2 separate regions of the Manis pentadactyla genome follow, and region 2 is linked to region 1. Evidence: chromatin contacts called from public Hi-C data. All regions are on one chromosome and are shown on one strand. Each heading gives the region's core, a stretch centred on a gene start, on an enhancer-like site or on the middle of the called end of the contact. The rest is flanking DNA. Distances are from core to core; before and after follow the strand shown.

The links. A called contact is a pair of places that touch in the nucleus more often than the background predicts.
Region 2: a Hi-C map of skin fibroblasts shows a contact between it and region 1, with 8 times the contacts expected there. The contact joins the promoter of TSC22D2 here to the promoter of PFN2 in region 1. A contact is called at or near these places in 2 of 3 Hi-C or Micro-C datasets (fibroblasts and skin fibroblasts).

The regions. Positions count from the first base shown.
Region 1 is chr1:82,403,777-82,410,403 of mManPen7.hap1, forward strand. It overlaps PFN2 (profilin 2), which reads right to left and starts at 2,639. Exons shown (of 4, transcript XM_036896406.2): 1 at 2,218-2,639; 2 at 1-125. The coding sequence starts at 2,349.
Region 2 is chr1:82,786,912-82,793,457 of mManPen7.hap1, forward strand. TSC22D2 (TSC22 domain family member 2) reads left to right here and starts at 3,101. Exons shown (of 4, transcript XM_036896330.2): 1 at 3,101-6,341. The coding sequence starts at 4,366.

The DNA of each region.
Region 1 (6,627 bases), core at 1,389-3,888:
ATTGTGCAGTCACCATCGACGTACAGGCTATCTCTGATCACTGAACACTTCTTTGCGCCAAGAGTCAAGCCGTTGGTAAAGAAACCTTCCCGGTCTTTTCCTACAATCATATCTATTTCTACTGGCTGGTCCCCCCACCAGAAAAAGAAAAAAAAAACAAAGTTGTAGTTAATTCCTTTAAGGCTTCATATAACAGGAAAGATTGTGTGGCAAGTTTGTACTACCAATACAAGAGGTCCAAGTAGTGTAAGATCAAGTTTCAGTCTTTCCTAAATAGTTACTTAATCCTACGTAATGTTTTATGTCACCTAATAAGATTTCACAGTTAACACTAGTCTAACTAAAGACCAGTGTATGCAAAGAATCTCCAACTAGTTGGTTGGTGACACCAGATAAACTGCAAACTTGAGTTATTTATAAACTATCAAGTCAGCTGGTACCTGAAGCTTTATGTAATGGTAAAGATTCACCTATCAACTCTTTCAACAACTGTGTATCAGTCATTTAATCACATTACAGTCAGTCAGGTTGCATACAACTTGTAAGTTGCTTGAAAGTCTTCTGAAATAAAGCCTATGCTTAGCAGATCTGTTCACATCTACTCTGCTTCAAATAGCTTGAAATATTCTCCCAGTATAAACTTAAAGCCCTAGACCTCAGCACATTACCCGATTGATACTTCCCTCCTTTTTTCTAGCTACTTTTTCTCTCCAACTTCGTTTCCCCTCCCACCTCAGTAATCAGTTTTCTTTGTGGGCAAATGCAAAGAGGATTCCGTCCATAGCACTGCAGTAGGCAATAGTAAAATAAAGAAAATGGAGGGAGACTGGGAAAGAAACTGAGGTAGCCACCAGAACCGGAAAGGAGAAAACGTGCATTCTAACATTCCATGAATAAGGAAGGAAGGCGTCGCCCCCATCAGAACTGCAGAGTCATAGCAGGCCCCAGCCATTTCCAAGCACTCTCCCGCAATCTTCCCAGCCAGACAGCGGGAACTCACACAAAGACGAGAGGACTGCAGAAGAAAAGTTGATTACCAGATGCCAATTCTCCGTAAGAATTGTAGTCCGCTGCGATTATAGGAGACCTTAAAGTATCAGTGTCAAGACCTGGGTTCTACCTAGTAAGAACTTAAGCCATGTTAAGTAGTAGAGAATAACTAGCAGCACCCATAATAGGGGGCAGAAATTTTGGCATATGATGGCAAGGGAGCGTGAGACTAAGACATTAAAGGAATGGCCTTCCTGTATTTGATACGACCGTCGCGATTTAAGAAAGAGCCTTGCGCAGAAAGAGGCAAAACAATAAAGTAGCATTGGAAACCTAGTGGCAATTATTCCCCAAATAAGTGGCAACCAAGTCAAAACCATCAAGTCTCAAAATCAGGCAATGTAAAAAGCACACATCTGCGTTAGTTCCTTATACTTCCATCACTAAAGAGGGAGGGACTTGAAGTGAAGTGTTGTCCCCTTGGTCTTCGCAGGTTGAAAGCTCCATAAAAACACCCCCCTTTTTAAAACTATGTTGCGTAATTGGGGGTAACGGTATATCGATGAATCTCCATAGGAGAGAAATCAATGGCAGTTCGCCATCTTGGAGAATTAAAAAAAAAAATCCTATGGAGCCAGAGCTGAAGTCGAGATTCACGAATCCACCTACGTTGTCGGCGTACATTTCTCTCAAGCCCTAGAGGCCTGGACACCCGCTAACCTACGCAAAGTCGCCGCGAGGATCCCGGGCGCCGGGCAGCCGCCGCCTCCCACAGCCCGCGGCGCAGGCGGTGCGCGGTCCGTCGGGCAAAGGCGGGCACCCCGGCCCGGCCCCTCCGGCCCCCGCTTCCACCCCGGACGTGCAAAGCAGACCTCAGGGCTTCTAGGGGACCTGAGGAAGCCACCCAGGAATAAAAGGTGACCCCTCCCGCCCCAGCCAGTGTGTGCCCCCTCCCGCAGTTTCTCCCGGATCCGCACCGGGAACGCCGGCCAGGGGCGGGCAGGGGGCCGCGAAGCCGGGCCGCCGCCCCCGCCTGTCAGCGCAGCCCCGGACGAGGGGGCGTCCCCGGGCCGCGGCCTCCCCGCCCGCCCGCAGCCGCATCCTCGGCACTGGCCGCCTTCCACACCTAACGGCGGGGCCCTCTCCATGCCCCGGGCCCGCGCTGCGGCGCCCCCCGGCCGACCGGCCCGCTCGGGGACGGGAACCCGGGCCCCCGCCGGTCCTCACCGTAATGCTCTGGAAGACGCCCCCGGCCGTGGCTGCCCAGACGTATTTGGCGTCGCAGTAGCCGACAATGGCGGCCTCCTGGCAGCAGCCATCGCACATCAGGTTATCCACGTAGCTCTGCCAACCGGCCATCTTCAAGCCCTTCGCACTGCAGCGGGGACGGCGAGAAGCAGCAGGCGCAGCGGCGGCGGCGGTAGCAGGCGGCTGTGGCGCGGGGGGAGGCGGGGCGGGGGCGGGGAGGAGGCGGCTCTGCGCAGGCACCGACCGCCCCCCTCCCCGAGGAGCTGCGGAGGGAGGTCTCGGGTAAGGTGCTGAGCGGCGAGCCACGGAGCGTGTCCGGCCCGGCCGGCCGGCCGGCCGCCAGCAGCCGCGGGGTGACCAACCAGCGGCGGGAGGATGCGCTCGAGCTGCTGTGCTGGCGGCGGCGGCGGCGGCTGCCCCTCACGCGGCACCCTCGGTCCTCTGCAGCCACGGCGAGTCGTGCGCGCACGCGTGCGTGCGATCCTTCCGCGGCGCTCCGACTCGGAGGGTCCCGGGAAGGGAGGGGGAGACTGAAGCGGGGGCGCGGAGGGATACCGCTTCGGGACAATCACGACCGCCACGTGCGAACAGCGAAGTCCGGGTACAGCCGGGTAGCCGTGGGTGGCAGAGCCTCGGACCCGGGGCCCGCGAAGAGGGTTTTTCCCCCGTCGCACTCGGCACCCCAGGGACGGCGTCGTCTGGGACGCCTAGGAGTCCCCGCGACTGGCCGTGATAGACCTCTCTTCTGCGTCCGGTGGTGACTTGGGATGTGGAATCTTGACCCTCGGTGTCGGATTCCTAGTTGTCCTGGTGACGGGATGCAAAGTGTTTACTCTTCTTTGTGGTGGGGGCGACTCGCGGAAAGTCGCCCACGCTCATCTCAGAGGAGTCCCCGCTGGGACCCTCTTCCCTGCACCCCTCTGCCCTTCTGTCATAAAGGCAGCCAAGCTGCTCAGGCAACCTGAAATCAGAGCTGACATTCGTGCCTCTCCGGAACATTTCTGAGCTTTGCCAATCTTTCATTGTTTCACTGGGTACCAGGGGCCGTCTCGCGTTCTGTGGATTCTTTGGCAGGAAGAACCCCCTTAATGTTGTACGGAATTTCCTCGTAAATTCCGAAAACAGCGACCTATGTAAACTATTTGTTGGTAACTGGGAAAGTCACTGGTGGGCGAAGTCGCTGAAAATACAAAGAATTTTTTTAAATCTAAGAAGAGGTTTCCCTGCGTGAGCATAGAAATATTTCTGCTCAGGAAGGCGAAAGTAATTTCGGGACCCAGACCTGAGAATGGCTTGTATTTACAAGGTAAACGGTGGGTAGAGTCACAGTCTCGGATGGACTTTAGCAATACGGGTTATACGACCACACGAGGAATTAGGAGACATCCTGCCACAATTTCAACTTCAGGTGAACAAAATGATCTGCCAATCAAGGGAAAGAAGAAAGCTCACTTAAAACGTTGAAAAGTTGATTTTCAGCTCTCAAGTTATAGTGGAAGGTCAGTTTGTGACAGGAGTATTACATGTAGCTCAGGGAAGGCGACAAAAAAGGTTGCTTAGCAATCGAATTGTTTCTGAAGTTTTTTTTTTTCTTTCTGTTGTTTGCTGTGAAGTGTACAGTTACTGCAGAGAGTGGGAGAAAAGCACAGGAGACACCCCCAAGTCAGGAACCTGTCAGATTGAGACGTTATTTTCTCATGTTCTTATGATACAGAATACCTGTGTGGTATAAAATGTGTACCAAAAATTGTTTAATTTTTGCAAGTGTGCCTCTCCCCTGATTTAGTTAGACTTGCTCATTTTTGTTTACTACTATGCCTTTTTGGGTGGCTGTTGATGGTTTTAATCTTTTAATTTTAGTACTTTTACCACCTTAAAAGTTAATGATACAGTGTGCTGATAAAACAGATATGGTCGTTTTGTGAGAATTAATCGAGCTATACCGTTATGATTTGTGCCCTTGTTATGCATGTTATCATTTCAAAAAATTTAAAAATAATGAGAGAAAATAAAAATAAAATAATGGTTTAAAGAAGTATATTGAAATTGTGTTTTATTGTAAATCTACTCAAGTTTCTCAGGTTTCATTTCTAGACACCTTATTGTTATAACAAAGAGAAATAACTGCATTCCATTGTTATTTTATTTTTTGTTTTTAAAGGAAAGGAAAATCCTTTTAAGCGAAAGGATTAAACCAACTGAATATTCTAGATGTTCAAATCTCAAACTATTCTAAAACACACCTGCTGGATAAGACATTCATAAGAACTTAGAATTCCTATCATTTTTCTATATTTTTTAAAATGTAATGATTCATTTAAAAATTACTGTTTTACTTTTCCAACAGTGTTTGTACTTTCCCCATGTTGCTAAAATTTAAACAACTATGAAAAATGTATTCTGTATTATAGCCTAAGTAGATTTAACAGTTTAAATTTTTAGATGCTATGGTCTAAGAGAATCTGTTGTCTCAGTTTTCAGTACAGACAATCCCCAACTTAAGATGATTTGACTTAACAATTTTTCAGCTTTACAGTGGTGCAAAAGTGATATGCATTCAGTGAAAACTGTACTTGGAATTTTGACTTAAGATCCTTTCTCAGGCTAGTTAGATGTGGGGCAATATTCTCTTGTGATGCTGGATATAGCAGCAGGAAGGCACAGCTCCCAATCAGCCCACGCGATCATGAGGGTAAACAACCAATATACACTTAAAATCATTCTACACTCATACAAACATTCTATTTTTCACTTTTAGTACAATATTCAATAAGTTACATGAGATATTAAACACTTTATTGTAAAATAGGCTTTGTGTCAGATTTTATTGCCCAACTGACTGTAGACTAAATATTCTGAGTACATTTAAGGTAGGCGAGGCTAAGCTATGATGTTTGGTAGATGAGATGTTTTAAGTGTATTTTTGACTTACCATGGGTTTATCAGGACATAATCCTCTCTTAAGTCAAGGAACATCTGTACTATGATAAAATAATCCTGTTTCTGTTTTCTTTAGAACTAGCTTCCTAGCAAGCTGTCTTATTTTATATTTGTATACAGTGGTCTATACTTATTTCATGTAACTGTCGTTTACAACAACCTATTTTGAAAGGCTTAAGTAGAGGTAGAACACTGAGTTTTAGGAATAGCAATATTAAGACCAAAGGAGTATTAACAAAAGAAAAAGAATTACCAATTTGTATCTTTCTCTACCTTTTTTCAGGGTAACTGATCACTACAGTGATAATCGGGGTGTCTAGGCAGAAATAGAGATATCTGTTGATACCCAGGTATCCAGACTGATGTAGACATTAACAATCAGTAGTAACATTTAAATTTTGAGTGCTTTATTAAATTTTTGAATTTTGGGTGCTCTTTCTTTATAGAAAGAGTCCGTTCCTCCAAAAAAAAATTTTTATTCTAACTTAAGAAAACGGAAATTATGTGGTAAAACAGATTCTTTAATACATCAGTCAAGGAGTGCCTGAGCCATTTTAGTCCATAAATAAATCATTTGACATTTTAGCATCTATGAAGAAACAAGAAATTAAGTTGTAATTGTTAAAATGTATTCAACCTGAAAACATTAGGGTAAAACTATAGAAAATAATTACACCAAATATAGTAAATATAGTAAAACCATAATTATGTAAAGCCACCTCAAGCCCTCAATTACCTATGTTTTTCACCTCCATACTTCATTTTTCATAAAAAGTGTTTTAATTATAAAATTATCACAACAATCAAGACACTTGGAAATGGAAAAAAATCATTCTTAATCCCAAAGCAATATAAATGTTATCTTTTGAATCTATTCACTCATTTTATTTATGATATTTACAGTAAAGAACAAGGAGTACCTATAATTCTGGATTTGTCTATTTTACCCTGTAACTGAATTTTTGCTTTTTATATCTTGAGGCTGTTCAAAGGCATCCAAGTTAAAATTGTCGTATTTTCTTTCTGATGAACTTTCACATGAAGTAGTGGTCCTCTTTATCACCAATATAGCTTTTTGTCTTAAAATATATTTTGTCAAATATTAGGGTAAATATCCCAACCTTTTTTTTTAATTGATATTTATCTGATGTCTCTCCCTCCCCCTTCCCTTTCTCTTCCTCCTCCTCCTCCTCCTCCTCCTCCTCCTTTCTGCCTTCTTCCCCTCCTTCCTGCCTTTTCTCCCTTTCTCTCTCTCTCTCTCAGTCTCTGTCTTTATCTCTCTCTTTCTCTTCCTGTCCTTAAATTTTAGATGCCTCTTGTAAATTTCACATAGCTGGATTTGGGCTTTTGTCTAATAGGCAATATATCCTTTAATTTCTTACTCATTTGCAACATATGTGTTCAATTTCTATTTTAGTGTTATCCTTGAAATTTTACCATGCATATTTA
Region 2 (6,546 bases), core at 1,851-4,350, 380 kb after region 1:
AGAAAATAAACATTTCTAAATCCCAGAAAAACTTGGCTGGGATACAAGCTATCGAATTCCTGATGCACACAGGGAGGGCTCAATAAATGTCATTATCTGATAGCATTACTTCTAAAGGGTTACTCCTCTTAGCCTAGGCCAGTTGGCTTAATTTTTACTGAAAGAATGATTTTCTTTTCTCTGTGCCAGTGTTTAGATTAATATACCATTACTAAATATAATACGCATTCATTGAAAAAAAAAACGTCAAGTTTTCCTGAGTATCTACAGTTCACATTCCAGGATCTCAAGACTATGAAACAAATGACCTTCTGTTAATCCTCTTGACACAGTTAGATGATAACCTAGTAGAATTTGGGAGTATGATGCTCTCAAATGATGAAAAGGTCTTACTGCAGTAGTTGTTCTTTTTGTGTTTGTTTTCTGTTTTTCATCAGTAAAACTAGTCCTTAGTCTCTTAGTCGTCCTCCTCATCCCACCCCATTGTTCCTCCTAAATGTACTTCCTGTACATTGCTTCACATTAAGTCTTTGAGGGCAGTACTAGGTGTAGGACAGTCAAGTTGAGGGTTCTGAAGCATTAATCCAGGATTTCCACAGTTTCCACGTATGGTTTCTAGGTGCAGGCATGGAGCCAGGGTAGCTGAATTAAGACCCCTAATCTTGAGGTTTGGAACTCCAGGGATCTCCCCAGTTCTAGGGAATTAGGCTACCATTTTATTTACTACCAACTCTCCACACATGGTGCACACATACTTGCACATATACCCTGCTTTCTATCATCTTAATCAATTATGTGAAGGCTTTTAATCCTCTGTGGACCAACTATGAATTACATAGCTTTTTGTAATTTGATGATAGGAATATGATTTTTCTGTCCTTTATAAAGTGATTTCAAACCTATTCGCAACAATCAGAATTTCTTCATAGCAGTTTTATGCAATAAATTTTCTTTTTTAAAAAATTTTTTTATTAAGGTATGATTGATATACACTCTTATGAAGGTTTCACATGAAAAAACAATGTGGTTACTACATTTACCCATATTATCAACTCCCCACCCATACCCCAATGCAGTCACTGTCCATCAGTGCAGCAAGTTGCCAGAGATCCACTATGTCCCTTCTCTGTAATACACTGCTCTCCCCGTGATCCCCCACACCATGTGTACTAAACATAATACCCCTCAGTCCCCTTCTCCCTCCCTTCCCACCCACCCTCCCACACCCCTCCCCTTTGGTAACCACTAGTTCATTCTTGGAGTCTCTGAGTCTGCTGCCATTTTGTTCCTTCAGTTTTTTATGCAATAAATTTTCTATGTTTTAAAAGAGCAAATGTACAAAAGAAGTTAGGGCCTTTAAAACTTTTGGAAAACTTTCAAAATAACCACTGTATTAGTTTATATATACATAAACCCTTAAGTATATAAATAAAACATTTTAACCATATAAATCTTATTTTTTGCTAAGATATCTTTTAATATTGTTAACCCTATCTTTACCAGAAATAGAGCCCACTTACTGATCTCTTCCAAATTATATTTAACAATACTTTCACTTCATAATAAATCCTTTACATGTTCTTCAAGGAGCAATGGTATTATGGATTAAGGTTTTCTCCTTTAAATGTGTGACCTAAGAGAATCATAACAAGTAATCAAAAAGTTTATGTAAGAAAGTAATGTAATAGGACTAGCAGGCATCCGATACTTATTTTTCCAAAAGCCACCTGCTCAACATCACCCATAGACCATCACTTTTAAAAATATGGTAAATCAACCCAAAATTAAATTAAGCTCTTATAAATTCATATAGGATTTAACCTGTTTATCTAATTTACTGATGAAAAACTATAACAATAATGGAAATTACAGATTTAGAAACAAAACATTCCATTAGGTATCTTTGCCACAACAGCATAATGTTATACTTTGTTCTTTTACTTTCTCCCAACCCCTAAGAAACAGGGATATTATTATATGGTCTTATTTCACATCCTAACCTCAGTCACTTGGATTTGGAGGACATGGTTTCTACTAAGGTTAAAAGACATACTTCTGCATATTATTTACAGTAAGGATCTAAAAAATTATAAATTTTAATTATTGTAACATCCTTGGGATAAAAGTATTTTTACTCTTCAAAGATTAGAGAACTGAGTATAATGATTAATTTATTTATATAAGTCATCATGATATGATTGCTAAAGCTGTAATAGATATGAAATCTTTATTTCCAGCAGGACTTCTTAGATTTTACCTAAATGGTGTATTGGTATATCAAACTTCAAGAGCCACCTTCCCCATTTTTTAACTGTTTAAAAGAATGGCCTTACCATTTTTTATCTTTTTTTGCCAGAAAGTAGCTAAAAGATAATAAATTCATTAATATCTTCATATCTGCACTCTTCACTGGGACAGGAATGAGTGCTTTCTGACTCTTTCTGGTTGTTTGGTTCTGGACCAAACCAAACCTTTTAACACTCTGGCTCCAAACTAAAAGTTTTAGAATAAACTAATGAAATAACTGTTACTATTTAACGCAGTAGGTTCTACATGGAGCCCATAAGCTGACTTCGTGCTAAAAGTAAAAACAGCCTCAAGAGTTTCAATGAACTCTTCGAAGCTGGAATCACAACAAATTCAGGAAAATTAGGATTATGCTGGAAACCTCCAATCTTTTTTTAAACTGACCTCACCCTGGGCAAATAACCAGCTCCTGATGCCATTGTTGGAGACAAAATTTCTGGCTGAAAGATCATTTTTCTGCCTCAATCTGGCTTGCTATTGTTAGCTAATCATCACTATTTCTCTCAACATTTCATTCTGACCACAGTGGTCAACATTTGTTTTCAGGAAAGGCTTCTTAAGTGATTTCGGTTCTTCCAGCCGTCTCCCTTTTTATCCTAGCTAAATCCCCGACTCCCATTCCTATCGCCTTGTTTCACTTAAGATTTTGCTAAACAGTAGAGACGGCACATGACCTCCAGCCTTCTAGTGTTTCGGAACAACCGATATAAAAACATTCTATTGAGATTATAAACTTCTCTAGGCTTGGAATTTAAGAGTCTTTAGCTTTTCAACAGTTAAAAGATCTACAGCGCACAATTAAAGTTTTTAAATTTTTAAATTTAAAAAAACTCCTCTTTTTTATTCTTTAGCCCCGCCCACCGCCTCCCCCCTCAGGACTCCACGCGAAACTGCAGGAAACCGGAGGAGGCGGGGCGGTGACGCCACGACGCCGGTGCGTCACGGAACGGCGGCGGCTGCGGCGCTGGCGGTAGCTGCGGCTGCGGGGGCATTTTAGTCAGCAGCGGCGGCAGTGGCGGCGCTGCTACTCTTCCCAGCATCCCTGGCGCGGCCATTTCAGCCCCATCTTGGACGAGGGGAGGGAGCTGCAGCCGCTGCTTCAGCAGTTTGAATTTGTTTCTCCAGGGTCTGCGAACCAGGCGCACCGAGGAGGAGCCGAAGAAGCGACCACTGGTCTCTCACACAGCCGGAGCGCCTCTGCTCTCCGGCCAAGCCGGCCGCGGCCGCCGCCGCCCCTCACTCGCTCAGGAGCCGCGCGGGGAGGCCGAGACCGCCGTCGCCGCCGCCCGCCCGCGGGGGCGGCTCCCCTTCTGAGGGGAGAACCGAGCCGGCTTTCCCCTCCCCCGGAGCGGGTTTCCGCCAGAGACAGTCGACATGTCTCTGGGGCTGAGCTCCGGCTAGGGCCGGGAGGGAGGGCCTCTCGCCCGCGCCGAGGCGCCGAGGCTCCGTCGCCCGCCCGCGGACCTTCAGTCAGCCCCAGCCCCACGGCTTCTGGCTGAATCAGGAATCCCCGGCTCCAGACTCTCCACTCCTTCCCCTTCTCTCCTCAGCGTCCGGGAGCCCGAAGCTGACGGCGGCACCGGCCTGAGAAGCCCGTGCGGGGCAGCACCGCCCCTCCCGCCGTCGCCGCCTCCCCTTCGCCCTCCCACTCCCACCCCCCGCTAAGGCCTGCTGGCCGCGCGGTGCGCCGAGCTGGACTGACCACGGCGGCTCGGAGGCGGCAGGAGGAAGCAGCCGGCCCGCGCCTGAGATCGCGCCCTCGCCGCCTCTGAGGGGGGTTGAATTGAGGCGCCGCGACTGCGGGAGGCGAAAAGGGAGGAGGAGCCGCCGCACGAGTGAGGCGGGTAGAGCCGAGGAGACGGACACACAGAAGGAAACGGCGAGGAGGATGTCTCACAGAGCGGCCCGCGTCCGGATCTGCCAGTGACTTAACAGCGGCGGGCCTCAGACCCCAGCGCGGACTCGGACTTTGTCTTTAGGGGCCCGTGCTCTGCCCTTCTGGTTTCCAGCGAGATCACAGAGGAGCTGGCGTGCTTCTGCCCTCCAGCCTTCTTCACCATGTCCAAGATGCCGGCCAAGAAGAAGAGCTGCTTCCAGATCACCAGTGTCACCACCGCCCAGGTGGCCACTAGCATCACGGAGGACACCGAGAGTCTGGACGACCCGGACGAGTCACGCACAGAGGACGTCTCCTCCGAGATATTCGACGTTTCTCGGGCCACGGATTATGGCCCTGAGGAGGTCTGCGAGCGCAGCTCCTCCGAAGAGACGCTCAACAATGTGGGAGATGCGGAGACTCCCGGGACCGTCTCCCCAAACCTCCTCCTGGACGGGCAGCTGGCGGCCGCAGCGGCTGCTCCAGCCAACGGAGGAGGAGCCGTTTCGGCACGGAGCGGGCCTGGGGCGCTGGCTAATACTTTGGCAGCGGCCGCCGCCTCGGCCCCTTCCTCGGGGGCACCCGGCACGCCCCCGGTCGCGGGCTCATCTGCCGGGCCAGGGACTGCAGCCCCGTCGCAGCCCCCCACCACTTGTAGTTCCCGTTTTCGTGTGATCAAACTGGACCATGGGAGCGGGGAGCCCTATAGACGCGGCCGATGGACGTGTATGGAATACTATGAACGAGATTCAGACAGCAGCGTTCTGACCAGGTCCGGGGATTGCATTAGGCACAGCAGTACTTTTGACCAAACTGCAGAGCGGGACAGCGGTTTGGGCGCCACCGGAGGATCAGTAGTGGTGGTAGTGGCCTCCATGCAGGGGGCGCACGGGCCCGACTCGGGAACTGACAGTTCCTTGACTGCTGTGTCACAGCTACCCCCGTCGGAGAAAATGAGCCAGCCCGCTCCGGCCCAGCCGCAGAGTTTTGGCGTTGGGCAGCCACTGCCTCCGCCGCCGCCCGTAGGTGGGGCTGTGGCTCAAAGCTCGGTTCCAACGCCGCCGTTCCCTGGAGCCGTGGCCGGGCCACCGCAAATAATGGCAGTCGCGCAGCCAACCCAGCCCCAGGGAACCGGGCCCGGCGTCGGTCCCCAGACGCCCAGTGGACAGGGTCTGCCGCTGACGAATGTAACCTTGGCGCAGCCCGGCATGGTTCTGCCTCCGCAGCCGGGCACAGCGGTCGGCACTTCTGCAACGCAGCAGCCCCAGCAGTTTGCGTATCACCAGACTCAGCTACCGCCGGCGCATCTGTTGCCTATCCAGCCCTCTGGTCAGAGTGAGTACCTGCAGCAGCACGTGGTCGGCTTGCAGCCACCAAGCCCCGCGCAACCCTCGTCCACCGGCGTTGGAGCAAGCCCCGCCGCGGCTGCCAGCCTTCCCGTGGTCACCGGCCAGAATGCCGTCTCAGTTGGCGTGCAGATAATGGGCACGTCTTCCCTGCCCGGTGAAGCTGTGGCCCCGGGGCCGGGACCCGCGCAAGGCGTACAGGCCGTGCCTTGCCAGCCGGCTGGAGTGTCCCCGGCTGCAATGGGAGGCGCGGTGCAGCCGGGCCTGGTTCCTACCGGGGCTGGGCAGCCCCAGCCCGTGCCTCCACCACAGCTGGGTGGCACTAGTGCGCCATCAGCCGTGCCTGGTGGCTCCCACGCCATGGTGCCCGGAGTTTCAAATGTGCCTCCAGCCATGCCCGCTCCCAGCGTGCCTAGTATGTCTACCACTTCTGTTGCTATGCCAAATGTACCCGCGCCTCTGATCCAGTCGCAGCAGCTGAGCAGCCATACGCCAGTCAGCAGGAGCGGCAGCATAATCCAGCAAGTTGGGCTGCCCTTGGCGCAAGGCACACCCAGTGCACCAACAAGTCTACCACAGTCTGATCTAAGCCAGTTTCAGACCCAGACCCAGCCTTTAGTCGGGCAAGTTGACGATACTAGAAGAAAATCAGAACCCCTACCTCAACCACCACTTTCTCTCATTGCTGAAAATAAGCCTGTTGTGAAGCCTGTTGCAGATGCCCTGGCAAACCCCCTTCAGTTAACACCTATGAACAGTCTCGCCACTTCTGTATTCAGCATAGCTATTCCTGTTGATGGTGATGAAGACAGGTATGGAAATCTTACTTAAAATATTTGATAGGCATGCTTGGCCAAACATTGTAGTTTCGGATACAACTTTGGGAGAATTCTCTTTTCAGCTTGAGACCCTTAGCATTTTTAAATACAAAAATTTGTGTTTAGTAAAATTGTTTTATCAGTTCTTGAAAAGACATTAGTTTTAGATTGTTGATATAAAGGTGTGTGATGAGAGAAT